Linked DNA regions of Mus musculus: region 1 is linked to region 2. A link is a contact called in public Hi-C data. All regions are on one chromosome and are shown on one strand. Each heading gives the region's core, a stretch centred on a gene start, on an enhancer-like site or on the middle of the called end of the contact. The rest is flanking DNA. Distances are from core to core; before and after follow the strand shown. Region 1 overlaps Gm39877 (a long non-coding RNA gene). Region 2 has its middle 48 kb from the start of Gm31473.

Region 1 (4,772 bases), core at 2,054-4,553, 98 kb after region 2:
GGGGTTTTGCCTAAATTGCTGAGTCGAGGACTTTGGAGGATAAAATGAGCTGTCTCTAGGCACTGTTAGTCACAAAGCCTAGGTGGAAGCATTTCCTGGAGAAACAGGTCTGCTCCAGTCACTCCCCTGACATTTGTCAAATGGAGTCCAGGGTTCACCCAGATTACAATGGAAGTGAGTGTTTCTTCTGTGAGATAAATCTTGACGCCACCGTGTGCTTGGAAAAGTAGTAAGTTTGTTCTTGTGCTAATTGAGGAGCTAGTGTTCAAGGGAAGTGTCTGTGGCTGCCACATCACACTGTTTGCAACAAACATCTACCTTCACTCCTTCAGGGAGTGGAAGGTCCGTCCCCCGGTGGCTGTTGGGAAATACCTCTTATCTTTCTGTTCTTACTCTCAGTGTATTTGAACAGAACACTGTCTCAGTTCCTCAGTTCCTGGTGCCATCTCCGGGTCTCCCATCGCAGTGCTTGGCCCCATGCCCCTTTGCTGCTTCTTGTTTGGTGTTTTGTCTGCTAGCCCAGATGTAGAAATGATGCAGGCAGTGTTGTCTTGAGTTCAAGTTTAGTTAATTTTCTTTTGTTCCATCATGGTACTACTTTCAAGTTCATTCATCTGCAAACTCTTTTACAGTTTTTGGAAAATTATTTTATTTATTACTGTTGCACATGCGTGTGTGATGTGAGGGTGTCAGGGTGCCTGTGTAGAGGTCAGAGGGTGGCATTTGCCATTTGGTCCTCTTCTTCTACCAAGAACTCCTGGAATCAAACTCAGGTTATCAGACTTTTTGTGGCAAGGGCTTTACTTGTGGAATGTCTTGCCCAGGCCTTGTTTGCCAATTCTATCTCACTCGTTTGTTGCAACCACAGAAGAGGATTAAATATACTATGCCCATTTTACAGATGGAGACTCTATGGACTATAAATCATTGTCAACATCTCCTAAGTGCTGGGATTCCTACCATGCACCTGGACTAATATAATTTTTCTGGATCTGCCAGCATTGACATCTGTGGGTCCCATTTTAGAGATGGAGAGTATGAGGCTATAGAGAAGGTAGATTGACCAGATGTTAACTGAGGAAGTCAAATCTGAGTTTTCTGCTTTTCTACTCCCCCACTTTGGGGTAGAGGTCTTCCATGGGTTCTGGCTTGGATGCCCATGGCTGGTTAGTTTCAACACTAATGAATGTCAGGTTCATCCAAAGAGCATGACCTTAGTATGTAAATTATTCAGCAATGAGGTTGATGTGACTATATTTATAGGTCATAAATCAGTTATGAACTCAGAAATATGAGAACAGGTTCCTAAACAGAGAGGCAGTTGTTACCTAGCCAGGGCTTAAGTCAAGTATGTGGTGCTGAGCCCGGCACGGTTTCCTACCTGACACAGTTGAGTGGGTGGTGCTGGAGAAGTGGCTGAGTCCAGGTCTGTGGCACGTTCCAAATACTTGATAAAGACTGCTGGGTGGGACCAGGTGTGGCAGTGTACACCTTTAATCCTAGCAGTCAGAGGCCTGTGGATCTCTGTGAGTTTAAGGCCAGCCTGTTCTATACGTCGAGTTTGAGAGCAACCAAGGCTACATAGTGAGACTCTGCCCAAACAAAGCAAAACCAAAATTATCTGATATACAGGCTATGCTGAGAGGGACTCTGAGTTCAAGTTCAAGTTCAGGCTCTGGGAAACCTATGGGCCACAGAAAAGCCATCCCTGGATTGTCTGTCTGTTTGTTTGTTTGTTTGTTTTGTTTTGTTGAGACAGAGTTTCTCTATGTAACAGCCCTGGCTGTCCTGGGACTTACTTTGTAGACCAGGCTGGCTTTAAACTCAGAGATCCACCTGCTTCTGCCAACTGAGTGCTGGGATGAAGAAGGTTTGTGCCATCATGTCCAAGTTAGGGGAACACTAGTTTTCTAGTTTGCTTCTCTGTTGCTGTGATTTAAACACCATGACCAGAAGCAACGTGGGGAAGAAAGGGTTTATTTTAGTTTACAGGTTATAGTCCATCTTTGAGGGAAGTCAAGGCAAGAGATTAAAGCAGAAGAGATTAAAGCAGAGACAATAGAGTAGTAATTTTCAACTTACCTAATGCGACCCTTTAATACAGTTCCTCATGTTGTGGTGACCCCCCAACCATAAAATTATTTTCAAGGCTACTTCATACCCAGTCTTGCTACCGATATGAATTGCAATGCAAATATCTGATATGGGACCCCTGTGAGCGAGTCATTTGACCCTCGGAGGAGTCACAAGCCACAGGTTGAGAAATACTGTGATGAAAAGTGGCTGTTTACTGGTTTAGGTCCCCTGGCTTCCCCTTTCTTATATAGCCCAGGCCTACATGCTTTGGGATGGCACAAGCCACAGTGGACTAGGCCGTTTCTACATCAATTGACAATCAAGAAAATGCCTCACAGACATGCCTATGGGCCAATTAGATGGGAGCAAGTCCTTGGGTGGGGGTGGGGGTGGGTCTTTCCTCTCACATGTGCCAAGTTGATGACCAAGTTTAGCCATCATAAGCAGGCTACACTTACTGTAGTAATCCTGCTGGATTCTTTCTTTTCTTTATTTATTTAAAAAATATCTATTTATTTATTTTATGTATAGGAGTACACTGTCACTCTCTTCAGACACACCAGAAGCGAGCATCGGATCCCATTATACATGGTTGAGAGTCACCCTGTGGTTGCTGGGAATTGAACTCAGGACCTCTGGAAGATCAGCTAGTGCTCTTAACCGCTGAGCCATCTCTCTAGTCCCCCTGCTGTGTTCTTATGCATCTCCTGCAGCTAGTCAAGGAGAGATTGTGCCCCCAGAATGAGGAGCAACTGTGACATAGTGACTAGGAAAGAAGACAAATTTAATAATGCAGTTGACATCAGTCAGGATCCTGGCTGGATTTGGGGGTGCTGCTTGATTCTATCATTCAGGGGGGAGATTCCTCTGCACACACATCCTGCCAAGGCCTTACCCATGCTAGGATGGTGTTCCATCCCTGGAGTAGTAATGTTTCTTCTCTCATATAGCATTCCGAGTTGGTCCAAGTACAAAATATAGCTTATTTCCGTGTGAAGGAATGCTGAGTTTAAAGGCCCAAGGTTTCTAATAAGCTGCACAGTGCGATGGTCACTAGATTCTGGATAAAGTCCTGAAGGGTCCTATGATTTTGGGCACAGGCCTTTGAAGACTCTGACCCTGTGGATTCTGATTCTGTGGTTGCGGAGTCTCTCACTGCTCTCTCTCTATCCATGTCAAATTGCTCAGGCTGTCCTCCGGTCTCTGAGCAAATCAGGTCATGTCGTGTTTGGATGCCAGGCACACCCCTGTGGCTTTCTCTTCAGAGCTGCGCTATCTTCACAGCTACACGGTTCATCAACCTGGCTGCCACCCCCAGATAGGAGCCTTGCTCTCATTCTCTAGTCTTGACCACAGACCTGCCAGCCTTGCTGCTGTGAGTCCTGGAGCTCTGTGATAACGCCCCTGAGCCGCTCTGATCCAGCTTTTCTGCTAGACAAAAAAAAAAAAAAAAAAAAAAAAAATCTTTTTTTTTTTTTCCTAAAAGAATTCTTGAGATCTCCATAACTCTTCCTATTGTCCCCAGGGGCACCATCCTAAAAGGATAATGATTTACTTTTATCGAGAGCTTAAGTGGCAGGCTCATCCAAGTCCATATGAGTGTTACTTCATTTAATCCTAACAACAATCCTATTATTATCACCCGGTTAACAAATGAGGACTGAAGTCCTTGAAGTAAATTGTCGAGATCATATATCAAGCGGCGGGTGGATGGTGATGTGATTTTGGCGATCTGGGTCCAGCCAATCATTTTGCTTATCTCCATTTGATAATTCAAAATCATATTTGCAGCTCGAAAGGCAGTTGCTTGCTATCTTGTTCGGGAAATTCTCACCTACTAACTCCCCCCCCCCAATTAATTATAGTCTTTTTTAATCCCCCCAAATGATGAAATACATGGTTATTTTAGAACCTTCTGACCATTGGAAACACCAGGGAGAACTGAAATGTGTTTGCTTTGTGAAAATTCAGCAATACAGGTGGTGTGTGATGTGCACGCTTCTCTCCTTCAACCTAAAAGTTTCCAAAGAAGAGGGTCTGGACACATGACTCACTGTTTAAGAGCACTTACTGCTCTTCCGAAGGACCCAGGGCCAGTTTCCAGCACCCACAAGGTAACTCCCAACTGTCTGTTAACTCCGGTACCTGGGGATATGACGTCTTCTTCTGTCTTCCACAGGCACTGCATGCATGTAGTGCACACACACACACACACACACACACACACACACACACACACATTCAGGTAAAACTATCACACACATGTAATAAAAATAAATGAATCTTTTCAAAAAGTTCCCAGAAAAGAGACTTTCAGATCCCTTTATTTGTATTTCAACTTAGAAACTCCACCTTGCACCCCATTGGAGGACTGTACGGAAATTTGTCATTGATTGGAGCAAGGTGAATTTCCAAGCAGCATTTAGTTCATATAAATGTCCAAGAGCCAGGCAGTAGTGATGCATGCCTTTAATCCTAGCACTTGGGAGGCAGAGGCAGGCAGATTTCTGAGTTTGAGGACAGCCTGGTCTACATTGTGAGTTCCAGGACAGCCTGGGCTATACAGAGAAACCCTGTCTCAAAAAGCCAAGGAACAAATACCATCTTAGCTGGGCAGGCTAAGCCAGAACCACAAGCTTGATACAGAGGTGACCAAAACTTATTAGAACATTATTTCAATGAAGGAAGACCCATAG
Region 2 (5,028 bases), core at 1,341-3,840:
CACAGCAGGCAAAACACCAATGCACATAAAATAAAAAATATTTTTTTCTTAAAGTGGAATGGTTGAATGACCTAAATTGAAGAATGGAAATGCTGAGGCTGTTGCAAGCCCAAGACAACAGCTGTTTGACATCCAAAATATCAAGCAAAAAACCCACAACAGAACCAAGCTGGCAGCAGCTCAGAGTGCTGAGAGGCAGCTCAGCAGGTAAGAGGATGGCTGTTGCAGAGGACTGGAATTCAGTGCCCAGCATCCCTACCAAGTGACTTACAACCTGTAACTCCAGTGCCAGGGGCCCCAGTGGCCTCTTGAGGAATCTGTGGGTACTTGCAGCCACATGTATACAAACTTACATACATATATGAACAACTACAATGGAAATAAATCTTAAAAAGGAAACAGCACAGCAAATTGTTAATTATAGTGACAACTATAAATTGTTCAGGGCTGGAGCTGTGGCTCTTCAGTGGATTTCATGCCCAGCGTGTGTGAAGCATCCAGCCCTGGGTTGGAGAGGAGGGCCAGGGAGGGAGAATCAAGGCCACTGTGGAAAATGTTAGCTCTTAATTCATGCAAGATTCATGACCATGTTGAGTAAAGGAGACAGGGGTTGCTTCTTTGTTTATTTGGTTGTTTGGTTGGTTTGGTTTGTTGTTTCAAGACAGGGTTTTTCTAGGTAGCCATGGCTGTCCTGGAACTTGGTCTGTAGACCAGGCTAGCCTTGAACTCAGAGATCTTCCCTCTACCTCCTCTGAGTTCTGGGACTAAACTGAGTCGTGGGCAACCACCACCAGGCTGAGACAGTGCTTCTTCAAAGCTACTCCTCATTGGTACAGGACAAAAGAAATCAGGGCTCAAGCCTAGCTTTAGACATAGGAAGCTAAATACTAGAAAATATGCTCAACAATGTGATCTCAGTCACTCTGGGGCCAAGAGAACATGGAGTAAAGTGTGTGTGTTCAATGTTCTTTGACTTTTTGCTTTTTGGCAGATCCTCATGTAGCCCAGGCTGGCCTGAAACTCACTAAGTAGCAGAGGCTGACCTTGAACTGTCTACCTTCAGAGTGCTAGGGTTACAAGAGTACATCCCCACCCGAGCTCTGCTCTTTTAAGTGCAGTCATCACTATGAGAACCATGAACATGACGTTGGAAAGCTCTGATGTGAAGGACAGGCAGTCTCAGTTCCCAGCCGATAGGGAGACCACTGCTCTTGACTCTGATCAAGGGACCTGGGAAGGCTGTCCTATCCTGGATCCTACCCTGGATGATGATGGATGCCCCACTGTGGTAGGTAATGAAGCGGGACTGAAGGACATAGTTTTAAATCTCATTTAAACATTTCTCATGTCAGAAGCTTAGTTATTGTTTCAAACTTTCATCTCTGTGTATGTGCACGCGTGTGCACACGGGCGTGCTTATAAAGGTCGGAGGAGAGCCTCTTCTGTTGTTCCACAGGTGCTACCTACCTTATGTTTTGAGATAGGCTCTCTCATCAGCTTGAAATTCACAAAGCAGTTTAATGGGACTGGCTAGCAAGGCCCAGGAATCTGCTGGTTTTTTTTCCTCTGCAATACTGGGATTGGAGCTGTGCCACCAAGTCTGGGTTTCTCTTTCTTTCTTTCTTTCTTTCTTTCTTTCTTTCTTTCTTTCTTTCTTTCTTTCTTTCTTTCTTTCTTTTCTTTTCTTTTCTTTCTTTCTCTTTCTTTCTTTCTTTCTCTTTCTTTCTTTCTTTCTTTCTCTCTCTCTCTTTCTTTCCTTCTTCCTTCCTTCTTCCTTCCTTTCTTTTTTCCTTCCTTCCTTCCTTCCAAATATGGGTTCTAGGGCATTGAACTTAAGACTGTATCCTTACAAGGCAAATACTTTACCAACTGAGATATCCCCAGCCCAACCAATCTGCTTGCTTGAGACAGCATTACATCTCAGACTCACTGTGTAGTTGAGTATGACCTCATCCCCCAGCCTCTACGTCCCAAGCATGAGGTGCGTACCCCATACCTGACTACTGAAAATAATACATCTTAAAGCCCTCAAACACCCCACCACCACCAGGGCTAACACTAGACAGATACCAGGAATACCGTCCTGAGGGTGGAGGAGGGACATGAGTTAGTTTTGTCACCATTGAAGTGGGAACTCATTCAGTTATTCAACAGCTACTTACAGTACCTACTGTGTGCAGGAGCCTCGTATCGAGTCAGGGAAATGTTGGATTGGTCTACTGCTGGGCTCCAAGTGGCCAGATGGACAGAGCAGATGGAGGAGGGGGGAGGGGGGGAGGGAGGAGGGGGGAGCTCATCGGCATGTGGCAAAGGCCCAAACTCAAGGCTTGTGTGCTGTGTTCTGGTGGGGGAGGGGCCCCTGGTGTCCCTTTCACCAGTGTGGATGGGACTTCTGAGGATGATCTTCAGACCCCTGGAGTCTGGGCTTTGGAGGAGGGGACTTTGGATACGGACTGAATGGGTTTGTGTTCCACAGGCTCCTGCGGCTGTTTGGAGGGTGGTGAGAACTTTTAGGCATGGAGGTCTGGGGGAACATCAGCTGCAGTTCCTGCCTGCATCCCTCTCTGCTTCCTGATTGGCCGATGGACCATGACGTACACCACGGGGTCACGTGTCCATCATGGGCTGACACATTCGAATCTCAGAGCCATGCTCGATGTTTCTACTCCAAAACTGACTGTTCCAGATGATTTGGTCACAGCGACAGAAGAGTAACTAATGCAAACTCTGGAAAATATCTAGGCCACTCATCGTTGCCCTTCTGTAATTCATGAATCGGTAACATTCATAAACCAATTCTGTGGGCCAACAGCCTAAAGCAACTGTTTTCTCATCAAATGAAGATATGGGAAAGAAACCTCTGTGGGGGAACCGCCAATCCACACCTACTATCAGGTCACATACACAGAGAGGCACCGCAAAGGCACGGCCTGAAATCTCAAACACAAGACAGTCACTAAAGGATTTTTAAAAATGGTGTGTGTGTGTGTGTGTGTGTGTGTGTGTGTGTGTGTATGTATCTGTCTGTCTGACTGCCATGGTGTGCATGTGGAGATCAGAGGATAGCTTGTGAAGTCAGATTTCTTCTTTCACCTTTATGTGAGTTCTGGGAATTGAACTCAGATTGTCAGGCTTACGCAAGTCTGCCTCTGCCTCCCAAGCGCTGAGATTCAAGGCGTGCGCCGCCACCACCACCCGCCCGGCTTGCACTATGGGTTTAAAATGCTTCCTCACCAGCCTCTCTGTTTTGTCCCCCAGGGTGGACTCCAGCTGCTTCTTCAGGTTTTGTGACTGCACCAGTGTGTGCTCAGGAAAGCAGGGATCCGAATTTACATCAGCTCTAGCTATGATAGTGAACACAAGAGAAACCCCAGGGGAGGGGCCTGCGCTTGATTCTGGAGTCCTGGGTCCCCACAGCTGTGGGTCTGGGATCCCTGCCCCAGGAGCTTCCCTGAGGCCCCGCTCCACTAGGTCCTTGCTCCCTGACTTCCAGAAGCCCTGGATTGGGCTCATATCTCATTCCTCTTTTCCTTTTTTCCCTTAAATCCCATTTCACACTTACTTATTTCAGGTGTGTGAGTGCTTTGCTTTCATGTATGCCTGCCTGGGACTCTTGAGGGCAGAAAGCATTGGAGGTCCTGGAACTAAAGTTACGGATGGTGTGAGGCCTGGGTCCTCTGCAAGAGCAACTGCTGAGCCATCGCTACAGCTCCACAGTCCCATTTCTGGAACTTCTCCCCTGACTGGGACATTAGTACTTATTGGTCCTTGTCTGTCTTAAAGATGTGTATGGGTCTCTCTGAGAGAAGGAGAGGGAGAGAGAGAAGGAGAGAGACAGAGAGAAAGAGAGAGACAGAGAGAGAGAGACAGAGAGAGAGAGGGAGAGAGAGAGGGAGAGAGAGAGAGGGAGAGAGAGAGAGGAAAGGAGAGGGAGGGGAGAGGGAGGGGAGGGAGAGGGAGGGGAGGGGAGGAGAGGCTGTCCCCCAAATCCCCAGGGACCTCATCACACCAGCTCCCCAGCTTCCATTGCCAGCCTCACCTTTCCTTCCAAGCTTCAGGCTAGGACTCATTTCCAGTCTCCTCCCAGATCTCCCCCAGGAACCTGAAGTGACAGGCTGCAAACAGGGTACCTTGTGTCTTCTAAGCCTGATCTACCCTGTGCTCCACATCCCTTCAGAGTCTACCTCAGAGCTTCTCCCTCCCTCTCTGTCCCTAGCTGCTTCAGTCAAAGCTCTGCCTACCTTACAAAGGTCTGAGCCAGGCTCCGTGCTCACCTTTAACCTTAGCACTAAGAAGGCAGAGGTAGGCAGATCCCTGTGAGTTCCAGGACAGCTAGGGCTGTATAGAGAGACCCTGCCTCAAACAAACAAACAAACGAACAAACAAACAAACACCCCCAAGAAATGTCCACTGAGTTTCAGTCCTATAAACTGCCTCTGTCTTGCCCGGGGCTGGCCTCTCCTGACTGACTCATCACCTTCACCCTCTCCCCTGAAGAAACTCAGGCTCTCCCTCCATTGCTTATGAAACTTTGAGAGCAAAAATAAAAGCCAGGCCTGGAGGCCACACTTCAGTAATCCCAGCACTCAGGAGATTGAGGCAGGAGCACTGCCAGGAGTGGTAGTGGAGCCTGAGCTGCATAAGGAGGCCTTGTCTCTAAAACCAAGGCAAAAGTAAACAAACAACCAAAAACGGAAGGAAAATGAAAACAACAGGAGCTTTTAAAAATGTGCAATTCTCAGTGCTGGAGAGGCCGCTGTGAATCTGACTTCCAGTCACTGGCATCGAGTTGTCAAACACTCTTAGAATACAATTCAGGAATGCATACTAAGTACTTAAATATATTCAGTCTTTGACCCAATAGTTTCATTTCTGAGAAGCTAAGGAAATAACCCGTCTATGAAAATGGTTCATGCTTTTATAAAAGCTTATTTATTACATCATTATTTACATAAGAAAAAATTAGAAATCACCTAACTACATTACAGTGGGAGTAATTTGATGCCGTGTGCCTATTGTACAGCCCCT

Evidence for each region. Hi-C and Micro-C count contacts between places; a contact is called where the count stands out from the background.
Region 1: a Hi-C map of cerebellar granule neurons shows a contact between it and region 2, with 2.0 times the contacts expected there. The contact joins two enhancer-like sites. A contact is called at or near these places in 1 of 39 promoter capture datasets (cancer-associated fibroblasts), 54 of 484 Hi-C or Micro-C datasets (3T3-L1-derived adipocytes, B cells, the C2C12 cell line and 38 more), 13 of 115 datasets of contacts at active chromatin or transcription factors (the SCID.adh cell line, VIP interneurons, bone marrow-derived macrophages and 7 more) and 4 of 9 other capture datasets (adipose tissue, liver, macrophages and 1 more).

What each region holds. Positions count from the first base shown.
Region 1 is chr2:92,171,073-92,175,844 of GRCm38.p6, forward strand. The region is part of intron 1 of Gm39877 (a long non-coding RNA gene); the gene reads right to left. Among named protein-coding and RNA genes, the nearest start is that of Gm39877, 4.0 kb to the right of the region's middle. Within about 2 kb of position 3,304, at least 17 of the 459 cell types and tissues checked have an H3K27ac peak or open chromatin away from gene starts, as enhancers often do. A contact at or near this core is called in cerebellar granule neurons and cerebellum, where this site is marked.
Region 2 is chr2:92,073,916-92,078,943 of GRCm38.p6, forward strand. No RefSeq gene overlaps it. Among named protein-coding and RNA genes, the nearest start is that of Gm31473, 48 kb to the left of the region's middle. Within about 2 kb of position 2,591, at least 2 of the 459 cell types and tissues checked have an H3K27ac peak or open chromatin away from gene starts, as enhancers often do. A contact at or near this core is called in cerebellar granule neurons and cerebellum, where this site is marked.